Linked DNA regions of Mus musculus: region 2 is linked to region 1. Evidence: chromatin contacts called from public HiChIP or PLAC-seq data. All regions are on one chromosome and are shown on one strand. The core of a region is the stretch at or near the end of the contact, and the rest is flanking DNA. Distances in the headings are between cores, read along the strand shown. Region 1 holds the start of 9330158H04Rik (RIKEN cDNA 9330158H04 gene). Region 2 overlaps Chrm2 (cholinergic receptor, muscarinic 2, cardiac).

What was found. HiChIP or PLAC-seq counts read pairs in DNA pulled down with a chosen protein or histone mark.
Region 2: an H3K27ac HiChIP or PLAC-seq map of heart atrium shows a contact between it and region 1, with 4 times the contacts expected there. The contact joins the enhancer-like site here to the promoter of 9330158H04Rik in region 1. A contact is called at or near these places in 1 of 39 promoter capture datasets (pre-B cells), 2 of 484 Hi-C or Micro-C datasets (the HL-1 cell line and cortical neurons), 2 of 115 datasets of contacts at active chromatin or transcription factors (cardiomyocytes and heart atrium) and 1 of 9 other capture datasets (liver).

What each region holds. Positions count from the first base shown.
Region 1 is chr6:36,386,587-36,391,845 of GRCm38.p6, reverse strand. It overlaps 9330158H04Rik (RIKEN cDNA 9330158H04 gene), which reads left to right and starts at 3,612. Exons shown (of 6, transcript NR_015589.1): 1 at 3,612-3,690; 2 at 3,890-4,183. It overlaps Chrm2 (cholinergic receptor, muscarinic 2, cardiac), which reads right to left and starts at 3,762. Exons shown (of 3, transcript NM_203491.3): 1 at 3,480-3,762; 2 at 3,095-3,242.
Region 2 is chr6:36,518,071-36,523,099 of GRCm38.p6, reverse strand. The region is part of intron 2 of Chrm2 (cholinergic receptor, muscarinic 2, cardiac); the gene reads right to left. Among named protein-coding and RNA genes, the nearest start is that of Mir490, 99 kb to the right of the region's middle. Within about 2 kb of position 1,274, at least 1 of the 459 cell types and tissues checked has an H3K27ac peak or open chromatin away from gene starts, as enhancers often do. A contact at or near this core is called in heart atrium, where this site is marked.

The sequences.
Region 1 (5,259 bases), core at 2,363-4,862:
CAAATTCACTTTTAGAGTAATTTGTTAGTTTTATTTTTAAAGACAGCAGTTTATCGTCCCCCTGCCCCAAATGGTTGCCTATGGGAGCTCACCGGAGAAAGAGTTTCTATATTTTAACTGTTAATCTCTCCCACAGCTGTCTCTGAAGTCACTTAAGAGCTTCAAACACGTTTTCTGGGTTCTCATGCACTTGAACTATGATAGGGATATTGCAATCCACCTAGTTTCTTTCTCCAGTTCCCCTCCAGGCACCCTCAGGCACACTTACATAAGCACACATCATTTCTCCCTTTACAGGCTGACGAAACATCTGTCAAGTAGCCTACTCTTACTTTTGGGTCCTACAACTCAACTTTCCCTATGTCCACTCCATTATATACACAGAACTTTCAGGCCATAGACAAACCTGAGGAGGTGTTCCTGGCCTTTAGGAGGTCTTTTTTGGATTTTAAAACTCATTTGCTGATATTATTTCATCTCAGAAAGTCCATAGAGTTGATGAAAAGTTCTTTATCATTATATTGCCAAACCTTCAACACATTTTTTTTTGTAACAGGATGACAATCTGGCGTTAACATAACTCTTTTTAGTCCCTTTCCTAAGGGAAAGCTCTAACAGTGTTGGCACAAAGTTCTTCCATCATTGACAACGATCTCAAGAGTGCCCTTTCTCAATTGTAGCCCAATATAATTCTCAGCATGAAACCGTGTCTTGGTTAAATGGACTGGTTTTATCTCTACAATTACTGGTGTCTTTGTGAAATTCTTCAAGATGACCCAGGGATGCCTGATTATGAGAGGTTTCTATGTACGTATATCCAGATCCCTGTTATTGTGAGCAGTGAAAAGAATATATCCACCCCATGCTTATCAAGACAGTTTATGCTTATGCACTTAATTGTCTGCAGAAAACATCGTGAAATCCTTTTCCCCACAAGCCAGAGTTAGTTAACATGGAGTTTATGAGCTCAGCTGATTCTTTGCGCAAAGAACTTTGAATCCAGGAATATGCCAATTACAAGAAATAGAAAGAAAGTGAAGGCCCACTCCGGTCCTCAGCCATCAGACTACCCTGCACAGCTTGGAAAAAAAGATGCAGCTAGTTGGACTGGGGGCAAGATACCCAGTGTTGGGATGGGAAAATCGCGTCACACAGCGCCTCAGGAATGCTCACCCCTTTGAACTGCCCCAGCACAATCTCTCCACCTCACTTCTACTTCAAATTTCCAATTCTGCCAGATTGTCCTGAGGTTTCTCCAGGGAGTACGAGCAGCTCCCCTCTCCATTCAACCGGGTTGAGGCAGAAGCCTTAGCCAAGATGACCAAGGCTGCAGATGCTTGGGGAATGCCCAAAGGTGGCCAAGCACTGGAGCGCTAGTGCTTGTATGGAAGAGCTTTGAGATGTGTGTTTGTGCTGCTGGCTGCTTATGCTGGAGGGACTGAACATCCTAAGATTTCCATATAACAACTGCCACCCAGTGTAAAGGAAAGAACGAGAGAAGCAAAACCAGACCAAGAAAGAAAGAAAGAAAGAAAGAAAGAAAGAAAGAAAGAAAGAAAGAAAGAAAGAAGAAAGAAAGAAAGAAAGAAAGAAAGAAAGAAAGAAAGAAAGAAAGAAAGAAAGAAAGGAAAGGGTAGAGATGAATATAAGGTCAGAGTGGGAGATTCTGGACCTGGAGCAAGGGGCAAGGGTCTTCCTGTGGTGGGAAGCTTTGGAGCGTGGGGTTGCAGGAACAGGCTCATAGGGACCCCGAAGTGACACAAGAATATGAAAGGGCAGCTTGGGTGATGTGTCAGCAAGCAATTTTACTTGCCTTCCGTGTTTACTTCCATTTCTCTGCCCTCCTCCCAGCTCTTGGCAGCGAGTACTTCTCTCCATGGACATTTGCACACAAGCTCCCGAGTCTGCATCACATAAAGGGACTGAAAGACCGGTCGACCCTCCCTTGCACTATTTGGAGGCCCAGGAGAGCCGTAAGGGCACAGAAGGACCAGAGATAGAAACGAGGATGTATATATTGTAGAAGAACAGAGGCAGAGTACCCCCCTGCCCCCACAGATGTCAATTTGGGTGAATTCTTACCCTGGAGCGCTCTGCAAAGCAAGTCTCCCTGCTTGCTAGGCTTCTGACACTCCAGGGACATGGAAGGGTGGAGCGCACAGGTGGAATTTCTGTATTTTCTATCTGCAACCAGGTTTGGACCGCACCTCACTCGCTCCCAGAGCCACAAGTTAGAGATGATAGCCTAGCTCCTCAGGTGCCAACAGTAAAGGTCATTTGCGCTATTCTCTATCTAAGACCCGCAGAGTGGTCCAGTACCCACCATGAGTTGGGAGACCAAGCTCCTGCAGCGTCTGAGACTTCATCAGCTCTGGACTGGGGTCCCTTTCCTCAGCCACAGTGGACAATCAACCTTGCGCGCGCCAGCGGAGGAAAATAGGCTTGCAGAGGACTCCCTTCTCTCTCCTCCTGGAAACCTTCCCCAACCTTGTTCCCCTGCCAAGGTCCGGGAACAACAGCACTAAACCTGTCGTCCTCACCAGAAGGCTCTCTCCCAAGGCGGAGTCAGGGGACAGCGTGGAGTGGTGGCGAGAGGGGCCTCCACCCTAAATGCAATGTGCCCAGACCCTAGGGTATAAGGGGAGCTTAAGGGGGATGGGTGAGCGGCAGGAGAGACTGAGCTCTACTTGCCTTTCCCACGGCAGCATCTGGAGTTGGGGGGCGGGGGGATGAAGAGGACCAGAGTGTGGTAGCGAGGGTGAGGGGGTGCCAAGCTCAAAGACAGCCATACTGGAGTATCGGCGCTCACAGGCTGCTTTTTGCCACATTCCACTGGACTTAGCTATCCCAATGGTTTCCCCCGCCCCAGCTTTGAAACCCCTCCTTCTTTCAGACCCGCCAAGGTACGTGTCCTCTCCAGCAAGCCCCAGATGCCAAAGTTTCCATTGGAAAACCTGCACGTGTCAGGGACCACCAAACAATTCTTGCAAACCCAGACCCTCTGCGGCCAGGGTCGGGTGATGGGGAGGAGCTGCGAGGTACCAGGGCCCTTGATATGGACAATTAGAGAACCATGGTATAGCAGAGTCTTTACCTGTCACTGACTTAGTCGCCCGGGGCTGCGATCTGGTGGAGTCTGGCTGGAGCGAGGAGCCTTTGGCGGGCTCAGGTTGGACCGGTTTGGGAGCGAGCGGCACAGCTCGGAGTCCTCAGCTGGTTGCCCGCTTGCCTTCTCCCTGGATCTTGCGAGAGAAAAGCGAAAGATTAGTTGTCGCCACCGCACTTAGACGGGTGGGGCAAGGGAGGCGGGGAGACTGCGGACCCCAAGGCTCAGAGAAGGCTGCGGGGCATTTCACATGGGTCGTATCACTCGGCTAATCTGGGACCCCAATTAGACAATTCGGACTGGAGTTAAATTACATCTGTCTGCCGCCTTGAGCATCACACCCCCAAAACACAGGCAAATAAGACTTTCAAACCTGGCTTTCAGGAAGATGACAGTTAACACCGAAACAGAAAGGAGACCTGGGTGTGGAGAAGAGCTGGGCGGGCTTCATTTCTTCACCCTAGTGCCGGGGAAGTAGTAATTAGTGTCTGGGAGCTGCGCTCCTCCACTTCTCCCAGTGCCTCTGGCGATTTCCAAGTGGGATCTGCGACTTCAGGGCTCTGGCCAAGCCCGCAGGCTGGCGTGTGCGTGTGTGCGTGTGTGCGAATGAGTGTGTCTGTGCCCCCGCGTGCCTGCTCCCGGGAACTGGTCTCCTCGCCCTCACCCGCTGTGTGTAGCAGCAGAGCGAGAGTGGTGCCTCTATTTGTGCGTTTGTGTTCGATTAGCTGCAATGGGCGGACAGTTTCTGGAGAGAGCATTTACAATTTTCTTTCGTTCTGACAGGATTAGTTGCCGTTGAAGGGGGCTCCGCCAATGAAATCTTCTCTGCGCTCTGATTTGGCGGTTCTTCGGTGCAAATATGACAGCTTTCTCTCTCAGCTCTTTTCTGCATCTCTCCATGTCCGACCCCGGAGCCCAGTTCTCGGTCTGCAATTTCTACACCACAACCTTTGCAATCACCACCACCACCACCCCTAGGTCCCATGTCAGCAGGTGCCAGGTTGCTACAAAGGTGACAGGGCACATTGGGAAGAAGGCTTGTTGATTGCAGAAGATACTTATGCCCCGTGTTTCCAGGTGGGGAAATGTTAGAATAAATGTACTTTGTACTAAATATATAGTCATGGAGAATTGTTCAGATTGTTTATTTCTTTCTTTGATGCTAACTAATGTATTAGAAAGAAACAGATATTTATCTGTCTTTGCTGTTTTTTTTTCTTTCTTCCCAAACAGGTCGATGCCTGTGTGTTCCATCAGTTAATGGGGAGTAGTAGTTAAGAGAGTGTACTAGTGAGGTGTTGGTGAGGTGGGATTTTGCTGTCTATCGAGGAAAATAAAAGATGTGAACTTCCTGTGTTCAGAGCATGGACTAATTTTTGCCTTCATTTATTTTAATGAGAAATTCTTTCCCAGATTTATACCCATTGTTTGAAAGTATGGAACTTATTTGATAATATCATAATGTGATTATTCTAAGGTGTCGTTGAGGACAATTGCTCTTGATGATGTATATTGTATCTGATGACATAAATATGTGCTACCGAATGAGGCTTTCATTGCCAAATAGAATTAAAGAAGGAGTCATTGGAACCTTAAACTAAGTAACAAAGAACAGGACCTATCTCTTTTTTGATCGCAGAGACAGAGAAATTGCTATTTATTATGCTCAATGGAATTCAGCTCAGTTCGTGTTGCCCTGTCCTTGGCTGGGTGTTAAAGAGCACACAGAATAATGAAACCACGGTTCCTTTTCTTTCTGAGTTTCTCATCTTTGAGAATAAATACCCACATGAAGCTCTTGTAGAGAGGCTGACCATCAACACTATAAATTATACACTAATATAAATTCATTGGTGAATGAAAATCCTACAGCTATGCCTAAGTAGGACTGACACAGATTCAATTTTGCTGGATAAAAGCCATCCTGGTGTAAAGGATGGTAAGGGTATGTCGTTGCCCTCTGAGTCCCACGCAGGCATTTTAGTCTTGTTTGAGAAAGGCAGTTCTGAACATTATCGCCCTCAATCTACCCCAGAACTAGGTTTCAGTCAGTAAGCAGCTGATTCTTATTTTCATTTTCCCCCCTTCTCTGTTGGGTACTACAGAACGTAAGTTCACAAACATTCTATCTGCTCCTATCTCTAAGACGCCTT
Region 2 (5,029 bases), core at 25-2,524, 130 kb before region 1:
TTTTGGAAAACTTCCCAGTCCCTTTTCTGTGTCCTGAATATATACTGTAACAGATCTGACCACCCAAGAGGCAAAGACTATAGATGGAAGATTGAAATGGCTTAATGGCTGATGATGAATTCATGATTCAATTACACAATGAGTGTCTCCATATACAGACACGAGTGTCTGTGTATCTGCCTGCTTGCTTATATCACCATATCTTTATGAGTTGAAATGACTAAACCAAGTACATAGTTAAAATTTTTAAAAACAACTATAAACTTCTGGATTTGAAAGAAATAATAAATCCGGGAGAAATAAAATATGAAAACAGAAGACAAAATTGAATGTGTGAGTTTTATAGTCAGTAACACCTTTATGGCAGACTGAGCCTTTTCCTTATTAAAATTAATGAAGGTAACGATAAGAAAGACAAAGTACTAACCAATGCACCCAACCAAAGTAAATTTGTTTTTCTCAATTTTGTTTTACAATTGTAGTCCATCTTCTCTTGACAGTACAATTTCTAAAATTCCATACCTTATAAAAGAACTATCATTTACTATTGGTAAGACTGATATGATTATATGAAAACAATTTTCTAAATGTTTTCTTTGTTTCAAGCCATTATTAAATCTATTGTTTTACTATTCTTTGACAGATCTTTCATTGTGCTGAAAAGGAAGCTATAGACCAAAAAGTTGCAGAAAGTAATCTAGAATCACTTTTAAGTCAGTGGATAGGCAGGCTACAATTCTTTTCTTTCCTTTTCTTTACAAATACTATGAGTTATTTTTCAATAAAAAATCATAAAAGAATATGCAGCCTTAGGTCTCTTGGATACACATTTTCTCAGTAAGTATTAAGGGCTATAGAAAGTCTTTGTAATATATTATATCACTACCCTTGCAGAAAGAAGAAAGCTGAGATAATAAGAGTTTAAGGAACTTATTGCTAGGACAGTGAGTAATAATTTATAGCTAAAATCAGCACTTTACCAAAGGCCTTTCTATTGTTTTATTTTGTTTTGTTTTGTTTTGTTTTAAGATAATCTTCCTTGGCCTCCCTTTTGTTTTGTGGGGCTGCACTTAATGAGAGATTCCTGAGGAGCACCACAATGACGTCCTATATAGAGAGGTTGCCAGTCAAGGCAGATAGTTTACTGAATCTGGGATCCTTATCCGGACTGAACACTGAAAACTCTATGAGATGTGAACTATAGTGACGATTGCAACTCAGGAATTTTTAGAGATACCCTGCTAGTCTGTGACAGTACTGGTGTGACAATGGGAAACATGCCATTTAGAAGCTAGGACAAGTATTTGAAGCAGGGACATCCTCTTTTCCAACAGGATGTGCTGATTATGTGGGGGCTGTTGTTCTTTTATGAGATAGTAGCTGGCTTCCACCACTTTCTCATCACTTCTTTTCTCCAATTTTCTGGGGTCACTAAAGCAAATACGATTAGATCACAAATGAAGAAGATGCTCACAATGGAGATGAACTTCAAAGCACTCATGTTCGTATGATAAATGTGTTATGTAGTATTGTACACTTTAGTTTAAATCAAGGTCCTGGGAGTATTTTGGAAGCATGAGAACAACTTGTCTTCACCTAGTTTCTTTGTATACATAGCAGAGAGGAACATACACCGTTCTATGTTTTCTTCATCAAGTTTGAGTATGTACTATGAAGAAGTATGTACTAGATTGGAAGGGTGGAGTTAGGGGGGAGGCACTGGCTTCAACTGGGTTTTAGAACTTGAGGCCCACAACTATGCATTAGACAGACTAGTAGCTCACACACACGCACACACACACACACACACACACACACATACACATAATGTGAACACTCAAGGCCCTAAATCTCCTAATCAATAGTTCACATGGAAGAAATACAAATGGATACTAAATATCTGGAAAGAAAGTGTTGAACATCCTTAGCCAGAGAAATGCAAATTAAAACTACTTTGAGAGTCTATCTCACACCATGCATTAGCTACGTAGTTCTGGGTTTGTGGCTAAAATTCTATGAAATGTACTTTCCTTTATCTCAAACTCTCTCTTTTTTTCTTTTAGAGTTGTAGCAAGGATTGAAGTGATATTATGCCCCTGAGTGATAGTCTATAAAGGCTACGGATGAAACATGTGCTATTAATATTTAAATCTGCAAAGCAGATGTAAATTGATCACCTCTCTTAACCTTTCATAATAGTTAACAGAAAAGAATGTATCAATGTGTGTCAGAGCTATGTATGAGTGGGAAGATGTGGGATGAATAAAGTAGTGAAAGTAGTAAATTCTCACTATCAATGATAGCAAATTGTCAACAATAGTGTTATAAAAAAATCATCACAAGGTCATTCAGTGTATTTTGAGCATAATTACTCTTCAGAATCAAAGAGTAAAATTACTTAAGATTCAAATCAGTGGCACTCTATGCAGACTCTGTTACAAATGAATAACCATCCTTTATCTAAAAAATACCCCCTTTGGCTGAAACCATGTGCAAACACCAGTGACCTGTCAGAGTAAGCCTGGTATTCAGATATCAAGTTGGGTCCTTGATTAATACAAAAGTTTGCACATTACGTATGGACAAGGACTGTATCTCTGGGGGGAGATATCAATATTAAAGCTGTGTAGAGCCCAACACAGGAAAAAATGTGGAGTTTATAGTTCTAAACATTTTTCTAAAATCGATCTTTACAAAATGTGTGTGGGAGGGGTGTAAATGGAGGCAGAGAAACATCAGTGCTAGAGTGCCTTCTTAGCATGTGAAAGACTCAGGTTTCCATGACAAAGGAACACACACATATACACACACACACATGCACACACACACACATACACACACACACATGCACATACACACACATACACACACACACACATGCACACATACACAGGCATATGTCCATATATGTATGTACACCTACAGGAACATGCATGTACAAACGCACACACATGTAAACACACACGTGCATAGCCAGTGTATCACACAACAGCATTCACTCAGTGTCACTAGAGTTCTAAATATTAACACCAAGTTTTTTAATTGTTATGGAGAAAATTAAAATTCTGATATGTAGTAGACTGTGAGGGCTAATTAGATAATACAGATGGGACTTATGCTTGGGTAGAGCAGAACTCCAGAGGTGTATGTGGAAGCACTTACAAAGCTGTGTCCAGGTAGAATGTGCTACATGAATTGATCAACATGCGAGCAGGCTAAGCACTACAAATTTTTACATGCTATTTCCTATGATTCTTATGACCCTAAGAAGTGTTATTCCAGATGTTCCATTTGTAAAGTTGACATTGGCCAGTGGCTTTGAGAGGTCCCTCTGTATTGTATTTGTCTTCAGGTTTACCTGACATCTGTAATTTCATTATTTCTATGACGTCCCACCTTGACATGGAAACTGCACACTATCAAGCATTTTAGATGAATAAAAAGAAAGTCAGGGAAACTTAATCTGTGGACTGCTGATAGAGGGAGGATGTGTTTTCTGAAGCCCTGATTCAGTCATATGTGTTCACCCCTAAACACACGAACATACAAGCAACATTAAAGGCATTCAGGAGAGAGATAAACAATAATAATTACAGAAGGAGAGGTCATGGGTTTGAGAGCCGGGTAGGAGAGTACAATGTATGTACAATGTATGTATGTTTAGTATATATGAGGGATAAATATCATAGTATGTTCCAAGATGCTTAAAATTTTGTCTTAACAATGTTATAGTATACATAAGACTTTCAACCCAAAATTCTATTGTAGAAAATATAAAAATTATAAGGTTGACTTAGCAGGGCAATAGAAAAAGTATCAGAATGGCATGGAGACAAGGTTTCTCCCACCAAAGGATTAGTGGGTGATAATATGAAAAAGTTAATTTTTTTGTCTTAAGAATGAGATACAGTATTTTTACCTGTGTTATCATTGATTAAAATGGAAATGAAGCTTATTCATTTCGATGTTTTGTGTTATTTATCAACATATACTCTGTCTGTTAATCTGCTAAATGATATTAAAATGCAACTTTTACTTCGTAACATGAATTGTAGAAGATAATCCAAAATCTGCTTTAGGTCTTTGCAATACTTACTTAATCCCACTAATTAATGAATAGCATTGGTACTGATGCTAAGTACACTTTCTCCCACCAGAACTGTTAGAGACCAAATAAGTATTGTTTTTGTTTTGTTTTGTTTTTGTTTTTTTGTTTTGTTTTGTTTTGTTTTTTTAAAAGGCAAAGAAGAGCTGAGGAAACATTTATTCCAAGAAGTGTTAGGGAGCAAAGCCCTTGTTCTGTGAGAAGCATTCTGTTTACACAGTTTGATATTGATGCAATCAATGGTCACATGGTTTGTTTCTCTCTTATGTATTGTTAACTTTTGGTCACACAGACATGGAACACATTTCTGCTCCCCACCCCCCAACCCCCTTCAATCTGATTTCCCTTTGAACCAAGACATTGTGAGTCAGAGTGGGTGCCCATCCTTCTGTCCTTCCTCACCAGCTCCTGCATCTAACTGCAGCTGCAGGTGCAGTGGGAATGGCCACAGGGAGGAGCAAAGGCCCTGTTTCTCTTTGTTCCAAAATACCTTCTGAAGCCCTGGGAGGAGCAGATCCTCAAATGGTGTCACAGGCTGTGGGGGTGGAAGCAGAGAATGATGGAAACCCAAAGAAAATAGGGCATGTTCTCTTCCACAGGGGATTTCTAATCTAGGAGAGACAGAGGAAGCTGACGAGACTCACCTGCTACCTACAAGGCTGGACAGATGTGGGGCCAATCGCCAAGGCTAAGGCTTTAGGAGGAAGGTTGGCCAAAATGGAGCAAAATAAGCATGGTGGATCTCTGGGACCACTTCCCTAAATACCCTCTGCTCATCCCTTTCCCACTGTTTCCTCCCTCTCCTTCATGATGCCAGACTCATCCTTGCAGGACTCTGGGCCACCATATTTTTCTCAGTAAAGAACGGCCATCAATGGGAGGAGAGGCCCTTGGTCTTGTGAAGATCATATGCCTCGGTACAGG